2 separate regions of the Mus musculus genome follow, and region 2 is linked to region 1. The links are chromatin contacts, called in public Hi-C maps. All regions are on one chromosome and are shown on one strand. The core of a region is the stretch at or near the end of the contact, and the rest is flanking DNA. Distances in the headings are between cores, read along the strand shown. Region 1 holds the start of Tmem217 (transmembrane protein 217). Region 2 overlaps Cpne5 (copine V).

The links. A called contact is a pair of places that touch in the nucleus more often than the background predicts.
Region 2: a contact with region 1 is called in a Hi-C map of B cells, with 19 read pairs. The contact joins the enhancer-like site here to the promoter of Tmem217 in region 1. A contact is called at or near these places in 2 of 39 promoter capture datasets (embryonic stem cells and erythroid cells), 2 of 484 Hi-C or Micro-C datasets (B cells and memory CD8 T cells), 7 of 115 datasets of contacts at active chromatin or transcription factors (bone marrow-derived macrophages, craniofacial prominence, effector CD8 T cells and 4 more) and 2 of 9 other capture datasets (adipose tissue and liver).

What each region holds. Positions count from the first base shown.
Region 1 is chr17:29,545,152-29,552,444 of GRCm38.p6, forward strand. It overlaps Tmem217 (transmembrane protein 217), which reads right to left and starts at 4,442. Exons shown (of 3, transcript NM_001162901.1): 1 at 4,358-4,442; 2 at 334-425. Tbc1d22b (TBC1 domain family, member 22B) reads left to right here and starts at 4,651. Exons shown (of 13, transcript NM_198647.1): 1 at 4,651-4,843. The coding sequence starts at 4,788.
Region 2 is chr17:29,168,475-29,175,767 of GRCm38.p6, forward strand. It overlaps Cpne5 (copine V), which reads right to left. Exons shown (of 21, transcript NM_153166.2): 12 at 4,851-4,926; 13 at 931-984. Among named protein-coding and RNA genes, the nearest start is that of Rab44, 58 kb to the left of the region's middle. Within about 2 kb of position 2,862, at least 104 of the 459 cell types and tissues checked have an H3K27ac peak or open chromatin away from gene starts, as enhancers often do. A contact at or near this core is called in B cells, bone marrow-derived macrophages, effector CD8 T cells and 5 more, where this site is marked.

The DNA of each region.
Region 1 (7,293 bases), core at 3,192-5,691:
TTACACCATGTAACCATGTAATAAGCACCAGGCCTGTTTATTCCCTATTATTTGTTAAGTTACCAAACAAATAACATGGTTGTGCAGAGTCTCTCCTTCCTTCTTTTCTTCTTTCCTTCTTCCCTCCCTCCCTTCCTTCCTTCTTTCCTTTTTGGTTTTGCGCATCAGGGTTTCTCTGTGTAGCCCTGGCTGTCCAGGAACTCTCTCCCAGAGACCAGGGCTCCGTTCGGTGGCCGGTGGCCAGGAGTGCACTGTGAAGCTCCCCCTCTTAACTCTCCCTCCGGTCACAAAGTCTTCTCTCCAAGCCACTCTTTCCTTGCAGTTAAAGTTTACCTCAGATCTCTCTGGAAGTCCAAAGGCCTTGTCTCTCTATGGATATATTCCAGTGGGATCTCCTGTCTCAAATTACCAGCAGGCAGGCCACACTATAGTTTAAAAAAAAAAAAAAGTAGTGGGGACAGAGAAGGGGAATCAAGAAGGAAGGGTGTGCACAGCCTCATCTGATGCGTTTGATTCTTAGGGCCTACGTAGTGGAGGGAGATAACCAGTTCCCCCAGACTGCCCTCTGACCTCCACGCTCACAATGTGGTGAGAGCTTGTGCTTTGGTGTGCGTATACACCCTGACCATGGCAACTCTTATAAAGGAAAACATTTCATTGTGGCTGGCTTACAGTTTCAGAGGTTCAGTCTGTTATCATCATGGTGGGGGAGCATGAGGTGTGAAGGCAGACATGATGCTGGAGGAGCTAGGAGTTCTACGCTTGATCTGCAGGCAGGAGACTGTGAACTACACTGGACATAGCTTGAGCATAGGAGACCTCAAAACCCGCCTCCTCAGTGACGCACTTCCAAACAGTGCCACTCCCTATGGCCAAACATTCAAACACATAAACCTGGGGGTGGGGTGGGGGGAGGGGCATTCCTATTCAAACCACCACAAGTCAGAACCTCACTATGTAGCCCTGATGGCCTGAAACTCATTACATAGACAAGGCTGACCTGACACTCACGGAGATCTGCCTGCCTCAGCCTCCCGAGTACCTAGATTAAATACTATGATGCCCAGCCTAAATAAATAAATGTACTAAAATACTTAAGAAAAGTTCCTAAGGTAAATACAAGGATCACTGGTGCCGACCAGTAAGAGAAAGTCTGCTAAGCAAAGTCATAGGTCTACGTTAGTGTCACCCCAGGGGCATTTGGGAAATGTGGACTTTGGGTATCACCTCAGACCTACTAAATCAGAAACTAGCTATTTGAGATCAATTTCACATTGCAGCACAGGCTAGCTTGGATCTTACTAAGTAGCCCAGGTTGGCCTGAAACTCACAGCAATTCTCTTTGCCTTAGCCTCCCAAGTGCTGGGATTGCCTGCCTTAGCCACCATGCCTCTCTAGGATCTTGGTCTATAATAGCAGTGCTGAGCACACCCATAGTGCCTTCATGGAGGACATCCATTGGGAGGGCTCCACGGACCTCTTGTGAACCTCAAACCATTCATTTTTCAGTTCAGGTTGATCAATGTGTAAGGATGGAAGGGTGATCTGGCTCAGCAGTCACACTCCTTTAAACATTTTTTAAAAAAAATGATTGACTTAGCTGGGCAGTGGTGGCACACACCTTTGATCCCAGAACTTGGGAGGCAGAGACAGGCAGATTTCTGAGTTCGAGGCCAGCCTGGTCTACAAAGTGAGTTCCAGGACAGCCAGGGTTACACAGAGAAACCCTGTCTCGGAAAAACAAACAAACAAACAAACAAAAAATGTGGTGTGATAGGGGTAGGATATCTACCTTTGGCCTCCATATGCATGTACACCCACATACATGTTCATTTACACCCAGGCATGGACATACATATCCCACACACATACCAGATATTACCTCTCCCGCATTCCCCTCTGGAGGAGAACTTGCTGCGTAGTCTTTGCCTGGGGTGGCCTTATCCTTGCACCTCCTCTCTTTCCCAGCTTTCCAAGTATGAGAATGATAGCCATGTACCGCCATCATGTGACATCGGCTCTTCTAAAGTCACAAAGGCCAGCACAAGTTCTGGCCATTTAGAATCAAGACAAAGGAAGCTGGAGAGATGGATCAGTAGCTAAGAGCGCTTCCTGCTTTTCCAGAGGACTGGAGTTCAATCCCTAGCACCCACATGGTGGCTCACAACCATCTATAACCCCAGTTCCAGGGGATCCCATGCCCTTCTCTGACCTCTGTGAGTATCAGGCACACAGATAGCGCACAGAGTCTCATACAGGCAAAACACTCATGTACATTTAAAAAAATCTAAAAAAATTAAATAAAAGAATAAAGATAATTATCATCAGTCACAAGGAGACTTTAGTATATTCTCCTGTTGTACAACACTATCCTGAGAGCCAAATATATTTGTATAAAGTCATATGTGTAAAGTTTTGTCCTAATTGAACATGGCTTTGGTGTCATGGGGAGGCACTGAGTACACCGGCTGGGGAGGGGGTTCCATCTGGGTGGCTATAGGGGAAGCAAACATCCATGCTTCATGCAGATTTTCCAGTGTATCTGCTTTAGGGTCGCCCACACTCCTAACTACAACCCATCTCAAACTCTGTAAGTAAGCCTAATAAACTCATGAGTGAACTCTGGTGGAATCAAACTTTTGTTTGTTATTGGGATTGTGGAAGGAGAAGGGTAGAAGACTGTTTAGTTTCCTCCTTCTCCCTCCTCCCCCTCCCAAGAAAATTCTTTCACTTTCTTAGGGGTTAGTGTGTCTGAAGAGAGAGACAGTATATATAATAAATCTTTAAAGGGAAAAATGATAAGATACAAGTCTATAAAAGAACAGTGGTTCAGTAGAAATAGCCCTTTTCATCTAACTCTTATCATGCTTATTACTTTTTACATTTACTTTATGTATGTGAGTACCCTGTTGCTGTCTTCAGACACACCAGAAGAGGGCATCAGATCCAATTACAGATGGTTGTGAGCTACCATGTGGTTGCTGGGATTTGAACTCAGGACCTCTGGAAGAGCAGTCAGTGCTCTTAACCTCTGAGCCATCTCCCCAGCCTCCTATCATGTTTACTTTTATTTGTGTGTGTGTGTGTGTATGTGGTGTGTGTGTGTATGTGGTGTGTGTGTGTATGTGGTGTGTGTGTGTATGTGTGTTAACAACATGTATGCAATGTCCACAGAAGCCAAAAAAGGGTGTCTGATCCCTTGGATCTGGAATTTCAGGCCATTATGAGCCACCTGTTGTGGGTACTTGGGAACCGAACTCAGGTCCTCTGAAAGGGCAGCACATGCTTTTAACCCCTGGGCCACCTGTTCAGGTCTACAGTCCTAGTCTTTTAACATTAGCAAGCAAAAGAAGCCTGAAAACTGGGAGTAATGTCTATGTAAAAAGAAATCACTGAGGGACATATAGAAGGTGTTTCTTTAGGTGGGAAAAGAAGGAGCCTTGAGAATTTGCCAGTATGTTGGGCCAGCAAGATGGCTCAATGGGTATAGGGGCTTACAGCCAGTCTTGACGACCTGAGTTCGGTGAGAAGAGAAAACTGAAGTTCTCCTTTGACCTCTCTCTCTCTCTCTCTCTCTCTCTCTCTCTCTCTCTCTCTCCTCTCTCTCTCTCTCTCACACACACACACACACTGAATAAATGTAATGTATTTTTCAATATTTAGAAACCCTAGGGTGTTAGTACAGAGATGGATTGAGCAGTAGCTCGCACATATCCACAGTTCCTTGTCTGAACAAACATTTCTTCGGAGTAGAAAAAGGAAGTACCCTCCATCTTCCCCCAAATGTCCCAGAACACACTCAAAAAAGAGAGGTAGTCATTAACATGACACCCAAAGGAGACAACATGCTAAAATTAGATCTCATTTTGAGTCAAAATTAGATTGAAAAATGAATCTATAGATGGAAGATTTATAGCCAGTTAATAAAGGAGTTGAGGATATTGGGGGTACATCCTTCATCTTCCTGATTGTTGCCATGGGGATGAACAACGTCCCTAGAGAAAATGCTACTTGGAGGATAAATTAGTATTTCCTAAGCATGACTTCTCAGTATCTGGATCCTCATAACCAGAAAGAGTCAGACCCGAAGAAGGGATTACATCACGAAGTTCAGTTAGCGGAAGAAAGGGGGAGTCTGATAAATCAACTGCTACTCATACAACAGTTACCCGCACTGGGGTATGGCCGGAACTGTCCTCTGCGAAACTAGGACCATAAGGGAACAAGGCGGGGGTGGGGGGGTGGGGGGGTAACCACCCTGGGTGCCATTGAGGTGAGGGACATTAAAAAATGTTCATTATTACATGAGGCCTTCCTTTAAAGACTAATGTATACAAATGTTATGGTTTCTCCTTACCCCTCTCCACCAAGACAACCCCAGAACCTCAGCCCATCAAAGGCAACAGTCCCATCTACTTCTTCCTCGCAGTACCTGGTTCTCTGCCTCCGGGGAGTAGGAACTTTCAGCCCCGCCTTCCTGCCCATCTAAGCCCCGCCTCCCCGGCCCACCTGTGTGCCCAGCCCCTGACGTTGCCGCGGGCCTTCAGCGGCCCGCAGGATCCGGGATCCTCATTGGTCCATCCGCCCACCGGCCTGCTCAGCCCACCAATGGCAACGGTGTTGGGCGGGGGGAGTGCCCACATCCAAGATGGCGCCCCCAGGAGCTGGGAGCGGGTGACCGGCGGCGGGGAAGCGGCCTGGGCTGGCCCTCAGATTGCGGGGTCCCGGGGGCCTGTCGCGGGGCCCCCCCGTGACCCACCGACCAGGCCTTCCCCCGGGCCGGAGAGATGGCCGCCGAGAACAGCAAGCAGTTCTGGAAGAGGAGCGCCAAGCTACCGGGGAGGTGAGCCCAGGACGCTGAGGGGAGTGGGGATTGGACCCAAAGCCTTCCAGATCCTGGTCCCTGAATCCCTCCGTCTTGGGGTACCCCCGAGGCCGGAGGGCTGGTGTCGGAGTAGCCCAGGCTGGAGCAGCTGTCAATCAGAGGAGCCTGGCCAGCTTGGGTGTGGGGTGCAGACTGGGGTCTGGGGGCGGGGAACCTCAGCTGGGAGGTGTCAGGGGACCAGTGTGAGGGGCAGTGGAGTTGGGCGAGTTGCCATTGTCAGCGTAGCCGTGGAGGGCCACCTGCAGACCGCTTCCGACTTTCTACAGAACTCCTTAGGGGTCTCCAACAGCATGGGTGGCTGCTTGCATGAGGGTTGGTGGCCCCATGGCCTTGGTTCCCAGCCCATCATCACATTCCTGTCTTCCCTTGGACTCCCAAAGGGGTTCTGATAGGAGAGCCTGGGCCAGGCCTGCAGGGGTATGAGCAAGACAGGGGAGGGGGAATTCTCAAGCCTGACCTTACTCTGTCTTGAGTTGGTCCTTTCTTTTGAGAAATTATTACAGGGTGGCCGCAGGGTGGAGAATAAGTTATTCCTTCTGGCATCCCGGAGAAGTGATGATTTTTCAGTGTGGATGCATTAAGTTCTTTTATTCTTGTTTTGTTGGAGAGCAGACCTTTCAAGCAACTTATTCCCTTAGTGTTTCTTTCTCTTGTTAGTGTATGTTGACACTGAGCAATTGTCTCTCAGTCAGGCTGCCTTTTGGTTTACTGGTTCCGTTTGTTTTGGGTGATGTCCTGAAAAATGAAAGCCCTATGTGTTTCACTACTGAATTTAAGATTTCTGCCAGCCACAGGCTGCTTGGTGTTAAGAGTTTGTGTCTGGTCACCGCCCTCATGAGTTCTATCCTTAGTGATTTTCCTGTTAAGTCTTTTTTTGTTCAGGTGTAGTCCTTTGACCTGTGACCTCGCACTCTTCCCTTCCTCCTTTCCCTCTCTCTCTCCCCTCTTTCCCATTCTCTCTCCTCCTTCTCTTCCCCTCCCCCTCCCTCTCCTCTTTCTCCCCCTCTTCCGTTCTCTCTTCACACTGTTGAAGACACTCTGCCACTGAGTTACACACAGCCCTCGCCCCCTTCTTCAAGCGAAAGAGAAACTGAGAGTCAGCATTGGCTGTGTAACTTTTCTGAGCTGTCATTACACACGTGGAGAAAGTTGAGGGACCAGGTTTTAGCAATGTGTGCTAATATAATAGCAGGGGAGGCAAAGCTAGCTTTGGGTTGAAGTGCTGTGGGGCTAGGGTGTTCACACATTGAACAGTGACACTGTGTTTTTAGATAAGCTCCGCTTCCTGCCACAGATTTCTTTTCCTTCCTGCTTGAGTGAGCTCTCCAGCTGCGTGGACTGCTCTTCTCTGGGAGTTTGCTCTGGAGGGGTCATTTCATTTTGATATCCTAAGATAACGATCATTGGGAAAATGGTGACGTCAGGAAGCAGGGGTGAGGACAATGGGCGATGGATGGTCTTTGTGCCTTTGGACTGCCAGATGTGGTGTATTAATGGCCTTTTGTCTTTTTCTTCTACTGGCCTACAGGAAGTCAACTTTTTAAAAGTACCACTTTAAATAATTATATTTATTCATCTACTTAATCAGTGTGTGTGTGTGTGTGTGTGTGTGTGTGTGTATGTGTGTGTGTATGCCACAGTGCTCACGTAGAGGTCAGAGGACAATTTACAGGAGTCAGTTCTCTGCTTCCACCCCGTGGATCTCAGGGCTTGAACTCAGGTCATCAGGCTTAGCCGCAAGCATCGTTATCTGCTGAGCCTTTTTGATGGCCCAAAAGCATTGCTTTTGCTAGCTAGGAGGATTCTTCAGTTTCTTCAAATCTCTGGCTTCCTTTTTCATTTTGAAACATAGAGCCACAGAGGCAAGAATCTTGGAGTCCAGGTCACCACCATTTATCATTATTATTATCATTACCATTGTCATCGTCATCATCATTGACATCGTCCTTCAGATTCTCTGATCTGTAGGACTCACAATCTATTTAAGCTTCAGTTTCCTATGAAGTGGGGACTAAAAACTCTTCCCTCAGAATTCCCCGAAGGCTAACCAAAATGCCCTATTTGTAAAGAACCCAGGACAGTGTTTATTTAGTACACTGTACTTGCTCTATAAATAGTCATTATTAATTGTCCTCTTGTTATTAGAGCAAGCAGACATTTAAAAGGATGTGTCTCAGCTCCCCAGAGCTAGTTATTTGTCTCCTTTATTATAGAGGCATAAAAATGTTGCCATGATCCATAAACCCTGACCCATACCTTGCCTGGTGAGGGCGGTGTTGTCTCCTGTACACTCTTGGCAGAGAGTCCCAGACAGCTTGGGGCTGTGGGGAGAAGCTGGTGTTGGTTCCCATAGAAGGTGCTTTGGTTCCAGAACAGAACTTTGATGTCTGAACTCTTTTGAGTGTGGA
Region 2 (7,293 bases), core at 1,612-4,111, 380 kb before region 1:
AGAACTCTTCTGAGCCTAGTGACTACATTACCTGACAGAGACATCTCTCTCAGGAATAAGGGTCAGAGGAGGGAAAGAGGGCACAAACCCAGGTACATTTGCATAGCAAATATACGGACCCATTCTAGAATAGACAACAGAGAAAGCCCAGATCTCTCATGTTGAACATGGGAACAGAGAGCTCCGTGCAGTGTGGTCATGCAGCATGGCTCACCAGAACAAGGTGGCCCTCCTCCCGGCCCCAGGGCTTCTCCAACACCAGTAACCACATCTACAGCTGCCCCCAGGGCCTTTGCATATGCTGTTTTTGAGGGCTGGGTCCCTTTATTCTGTATTTATTCTGTATTCTATATTTATTATGTATTCTCAATATCTGATCCATTCTGTTTCACCTTCCCCCACAGCTCTTGAAATCATTTCACTGATGTGTGTGCAGGTACTAAAGAACCCTCTGCCTCCCCTGTTATAAGCACCAGGGACCTGGGTCTTCCGTTTCCTGCCTGTGTCATTTGCCCGTATGGTTCTGCTGAGAGCCCAGCACATATTTGCTGAATGTTAGAATGTCCAGCCCACCAGCCCTCACAAATCAAGGACCAAAGTGGTCTCTGGTGGTAACAGTTACTCAGCGGCAGTGCCTGCTGCTGCCCACGCAGGATGAAAGGTGGAGTTGACTCCTGCATGACTCTTCGCTGTCTAACCTTGACTGAGTCACTTCCCTGCTCCTCTCCATGATAGTGGATGCCAGTGTGGCCTCTCACAGTGCCCAGTTCCTGGGGATTCCCCACATGCACACCCGCTTTTCCTTCCTGCAGAGATTCCCTGAGGCTGATGGTTCTCTGCTACCCACTCACCTAGATGGGACCCCTGCCCTTCAGCCTGGCTTTTGGCTCAGGGCAATGCCCCTCCATTGCGACAGGGGGCGCTACTCACCGTGCCAGAATTCACGTATTTCTTTTTCTTCATTTTCTTTTTTGGATTTATCACCTGTAGGGAAAAGTAACCACTGTTTGAAAGCAGTCGGGACAGTTTCGGGGCTCCCAGCAGACCTGGGTGTGGCTTGGGCATCAGCCCAGCAGGGTACGGGTGTGACCGCAGCTTGGGAAGGGCTTTGCCAGGCTTTGTGAGATGCTGGCACTTGGGCATCCTCATTAACCCTGAGTCCCAGTATCCATCACACTGAGACAGTTTCTTTAGCTTTGTCTCCCAATACCCTTAAACCTGCCAGAGCAACCAGGTGTTGCAAGACAACTCTGCCCACGCCTGCCTGTGCTGGCTGGGCCGCTCTTTTACCCCCTACACATTTGCAGTCCTGCCTTCCCCATTCTCCTTGGGGCTCCCACTCAGGGGTGCCCTGAGCCTATGAGCCTGGCTCTGGGCCACCCTGACCCACAGTAGGAAGCTTCCAAACCAAACCTGCTCGTCCCATGACAAGGCTCCGCACAGTAGGCTCTGTAAAGACTCAGGATGTCTCTGTCCCCCCACTAGTGACAACAGTGGGTGACACCCTTCACCCCTGACATCTAGTAAAGTCTGTAGGTGGTTGTCACCACTCGGGGAGCGGGTGGGAGGTCAAGACGCTGCCTCAGAGCAGTGACCCAGCTGTAGTTGTGGTTACTGGTGTTGGAGAAGCCCTGGGGCTGGGAGGAGGGCCACCTTGTCCTGGTGAGCCATGCTGCACGGAGCTCTCTGTTCCCAGGCTCAACACGAGAGATCTGGGCTTTCTCTGGTGTGCAATCAACAGAGCCAGGCTGTTCTCAAACTCTTATCCCCTCTCCCACATGGCATATCCCACGTGCCTCTCTTGGGGATCTTTCCTATGTCTTTTTATTTGTTGTTTTTTCAAGACGGCATTCCCTACATAGCTCTGGCTGGCCTGGAACTTGCTCTGTAGACCAGGCTGGCCTTGAACTCGGAGATCCACCATCTGCCTCTGCCTCTCAAGTGCTAGGATTAAAGGCGTGCGCCACCAGCTTCCTGTCTTCCCTCCCTATGTCTTTAACTGCAGTTTCTTCGGTCTAACAAGGATTGATGCCCACTTCAGAGACGAAGGGAACCAGGACACAGAGATGCCAGGCGATTTGCTTAAGTCACACAGCCATCTGGGTAGACACAGGAAGAGAAACCTGTCTCCAGGCCAGCGGTGCATACGTACAGAGCTGTCACCCGTGATGGATGAGTGACAAGTTCAAATGGGAGGGCTGGCATCATGCTCAGGTGGGGACTGAGGCTGGGTCTGAGATGCTGAACATCCTAGAAGTGCCTCTCTAGCCATGGGGCAGCCTTCTCTAATACCACCTGGCTGCCAGGCAGAAGGGCAGAGTTGCAGACTCAACATTAATGTTTACCCAGCTGAGCTTATTCGGGGTTTGGAACAAAATGTACCTCCGACCCCTGCTTCACGGTTCCCTGCAGCAGAGTGGAGCGAGCAGAACACGGTTTAGGGGTGTAGATTTCTTTATAGTACCTCTTAGACTCATTTTGGTTTGCTTTCTATTGTTGAGACAGGGGTCTCACCGTGTAGTCTAGGCTGGCCTTGAGGTCACATTCCCCTGCTTCTGCTTTCTGAGTGGTGGGGACCACAGATACACACAACCGTGCCTGACACATTTCTTTGAAGCCTTTGGCATTATCTTTAAATTAACGTGTAGTCAGTCACACTTCCGCTCTCTGAACCTACTCTTTTTTTTTTTTTTTTATGTTAAAGCAACCGTTGGCGTCAGATCTGAGCGAAGTGGACAGTGAGTTAGCACCCTGTCTGCTCTGAGCTCTCCTGGGATTTCCTAGAACCTCCCTCATCCTAGCCTCTCTAGCTACAAGTGACTGTCAGGCTTCACACAGGGCCACAGCACCCCCTAGGGACGCTACAAGGAACTGGCCCGCTCCACTAGGCGGCTACCTTTCCCCATGTCTGAAATCTGGTTTCCTGTGCACCAGGCTGCTGGGAATGCAGAATGAACCGGCCCACCTCTGAGGGTCTCATGGTCATGGAAAGGCCCCAGGCACAACCTCGGGAAGAAGAGTGTGCCTGTAGAGACTTGCAAAGGTGATGACTTCCTTGAGGGGACATTTGAGAAAGCCTCTGGGGACCATATTGATCAGAAGTGGGACCATATTGACTCAGTAGAGTCCTTGGGGAGGCAGCAGCTTCAGTGCTCGGGGCCCAGACAGACATGAGCCGTGCCTCTCTTCACAGAAGGAGCACACTCCCCTCTGTAGGCCCGTGGGGCTCAGGTGTGGTGACAATGGGGTCAGGTTAATACTCAGTGCCAGCTTAAGTGGAGATCTGCCTTAACATTAGAGAGTGGGGGTGTGGGGTGAAGTTCATTTCAAGGCAACACGGAGCCACACCCAGAGCATTCTGGTCACTGTGGAGGTTAGAAGAGACTAGAATCCTATTGCAAAGCCCCACACCCTGCAGAGGATGGTGGGAGCTCAGGAGGTGGGGGGGGGGTGTGCTGTTGGGGATCACTGGAGGGGTTGGAGACTGGAGGCTTGTCTGGGGCTGTCAGAAGGACAGTAGGACTTGAAGAGGCTCAGCGTCTGAGTGATTCTTTAGCAGAGGCTGGGTCCCAGGAACAGCTGCTTTAAAAGTGTGTCCCGCCAGGGTGGCTTCAGGGTTGGAGGTGGGGTGTTGACTGGTGAGGACCTTTTTCACACTCCTGACTCTAGCAAGGGCTTCCTGGGCCCACTTGGCCTCCTGGTGACACCCCTTGGGTCCAAAGCTGCCCCCCCGGGGGTGGGGGCGGGGCGCCAGAAACGGAGGTGGTTTTCCCCTGGCTCAGGCAGCTCGTATCTTGTTGATTGCAAAGAGGCTGTCTGAGGAAACGGAAGGAAACCGGCCGCCCCATCTGTGCAGCTTCCGATTTCCATTTCACCCAAGACTTCACAGCCACTGGAAGCCAAACCCCAAGAGAGATAACTGCTCCACCCACTTCCCAAAGAAAGGTACAGTCTGCCTTGCCTGGGCTAGGGGACTCCTTCCCCAAAACCACTATGAAGGTCGGAAAGATAGTTCAGTGGTTAAGAGCACTGGCTACTCCTCCAGAGGACCACAAGCTTTGTCTGAAGACGTGGGGCCACTCTGGAGTTGGGACCTCAGGTCTTGGCTTGTTAGACATCTTTCCCTTCCTTCCTGGTGCTCTTCCTGTGGTGTGTGTTGGAGGTGTGTGTGTAGGGCCGGGGAATGGTGGTGTGTGTGTGGGGGAGGGGAGTGGCTATTAAATTACTTTTATAAAAATTTATTTATTTATTTTTATGTATGTGAGTACACTGTAGCTATACAGAGCTGTACAGATGGTTGTGAGCCTTCATGTGGTTGTTGGGAATTGAATTTTAGGACCTCTGCTCGCTCCAAGTCAACCCCTCTTGCTCCAGTCAGGCCTGCTGGTTCAGTTCCTGCTTTCTCTGGCCCAAAGATTTATTTATTATTATACATTATTATACACCAGAAGTGGGCGTCAGATCTCATTACGGATGGTTGTGAGCCACCCTGTGGGGGCTGGGATTTGAACTCAGGACCTTCAGAAGAGCAGTCAGTGCTCTTACCCGCTGAGCCATCTCGCCAGCCCGCACCCAGGACTTTCTTAAGGACCTATCAGAAGTGTTCTGCAAGGGGTGGAACTCAAGAACTTGGAAGTCAGATGACTTAGCGCTGTGTGTTTGTGTGGGGGTATGGTGTATGGTTGGGTGTGTGGTGTATGAGGTGTGTGGGGAGATCTGTGAAATGGAAACATGAAACCCACCTTGTGAGACAATCCGGAAATCCCTGGCCCCAACCCCTCTCAGAGCTCCTGGGTCCTTGCTGACCCAGCACCCCCATGAGGAGAGACCCCACCCCTGGAGCATCTTACCTCATAGATGTTGAACTGACTCTGGCCACGTGCCAGCTCCCGGTAGCTGGTGGTGAACTCCCCAATGAAGTCATGGCTGCAAGAGAAGATGCTGCTGAGGCTGGAGGCCCAGGGTACCGATGGATGTCGATGTCGCCCACTACAGCCTCTCCCAGACCTGCCCCGCCCCCATTCTGCCAGGGCCTCCACCCCAAGTCACAGAGTATGGGAAGGGAGCCGTGGACCAAGAAAGCCAGGCTACTTGACAGAATTCGGAGTCCCAGAGGAAGGAGCCACAGGTCTGCTTGGATTCTCATTTAAATGAGCAAGAGAAGGCATCTGGGGACAATCTCTGCAGAGGGAACGACTCTGGATGACAGTCAAGTACTGTTCAATGTCAGGTGGGATAACTGCATTGAGAGTTACGTGGCAGAAATGTGCTTATTTTTTTAGACATTTCTAATGAAATATTTAGGGGTAAATGCCACCGTGGAATCTCCTTTAAATTGCATTAGTAAAATATAGATAAGGTGATACAGTAAAATTTAACAATTGTCAAATTCAAGTGACTGGCTTAAAGGTATTCATTAGCTCCGCACTGCTGAGACAGTTTCCCCAAACAGGGCCTCACTACGTAGCCCTGGCTGTCCTGAAACATTCTAATGTAGACCAGGCTGGCCTAGAACTCCACTTGCCAATGCCTCCTGAGTGCTGGGATTAAAGGTTCATCCACTGTACCCAGCTCAATAACATTTAAAAAAATTGTTTGTTTGTTTTTTTTTTTTTTTTTGGTTTTTCGAGACAGGGTTTCTCTGTATAGCCCTGGCTGTCCTGGAACTCACTTTGTAGACCAGGCTGGCCTCGAACTCAGAAATCCGCCTGCCTCTGCCTCCCGAGTGCTGTTTATTTTATTTTTATTAATATTTTGGGCTTTCGGAGACACTGTCTTGTGCATCCCAGCTTAGTCGTGAACTTGTGTCGGCAAGGGTGGCCTTGAACTCCTGTACCTTCTGCCTCTGCTTCCGGAGCGCTGGGATGATAGACGTGACCACCATATGCCTTTCTTATTAACTTTTTCTTTCTGAGATAGCTCCCCATTGTGTTGCCCAGGTTGGCCTCAAACTCCAATCCTCCTACCTCAAACTCCCAAAGAGTCTCATATAGATAGGCACATGAAACTACAGTTGGATCTTTTCCAACCTTCCTTTGGTGCTGAAATGGAACGCCGGGACTTGAACACATTATACCAGGGCTCTGCCTCCAAGCCACATACCCAGGTCTCCCACTAATACTTCCTAAACAGGCAAGGAGAGCCAGGTGGCAGGGGTCTTTTTCCAGACTGTGTCTATATTAAACACAGGAAGAACTTGCATAAACAGCACTCCCAACAGGCCTGAGTCCTTGCTAGAACACAGTGCTTAGCACTGTAGCTCTAGCTGGGACATCCAGTTAGCTGTCCAGGTGTCCCTGGGGCCATGCCCTGTTGTGAGCCCACGGTAGCTTTTGTTTATTTTGATTTTTTTTAAAGCCATACAAAGTAATGGATTTCATTGTGAAACTTTCATATGTATAAACACTTTGGTTTGGGTGGAGGGGGAATTATTGGTGTGTGTGTGTGTGTGTGTGTGTGTGTGTGTGTGTGTGTGTGTGTGTATGGAGGTCACAAGACAACTTTACGGAGTACGTTCTCTCTGCCCACCTTCTCTGTGGGTTCCCAGGGTTGAACTCAGGTTGCCTGGCTTGTGCTGAACGCACCTTTGCCCGCTGAGCCATGTGCCAACGCTGGGAACTTATCTATTGTCAGTACAGGACGGAACCCGGGATCTCCCAAATGGTAGGCGGGAGCTCTAACCACTGAGCACACTTGCAGCCCCACACTGTGTCGACTGAGTTCTTCTGGGGATGGTAACTTATTCATTGGACCCTGTGGCACCTGGCGGGTGTCCCAAGTTGCCAGAGAAGAGAAAACTCTCAGGTGAAAGAGGTTTGTAAGGAACCGCTAGGAGAGGAGGAGGCAGAGTGGGTTAGAGGCATGGTGGAGCTGACCTGGATGGAAGGGATAGGGATGGTGGCGGTAAAGTTTAACAGAGGCAGGGTGGGCTCTGGGGAACCTTCCATGGCTTGGGCTTGGCTCAGCTATACTGGCACAGAGCCTTTTATAATAAGAGCGCCACCCTCGTCCACATCAGGCCCGGGAGATGCCAACTGTGACCACCCTTAAGCCAGGATATGTCTGGATTTGCTTCAGCCAGCAAGTAGGAGACAGGAAAGGATCCAGATTGGTGCTTAGAGAGATATGCTACTGTTCTGCCTAGAAACTGTCAGCCACATTTCCTCCTCATGGGGTACTGAGAACTGCCTCCCATAGCTCCCAAGCAGAAGTCACCCTCGGGCAGGCCTGACCTAGCCCTCCTCAGGCAATGCCTTGTCTTTGCTGAGCCTCAGAACTCCTCGCTGCAGCTGT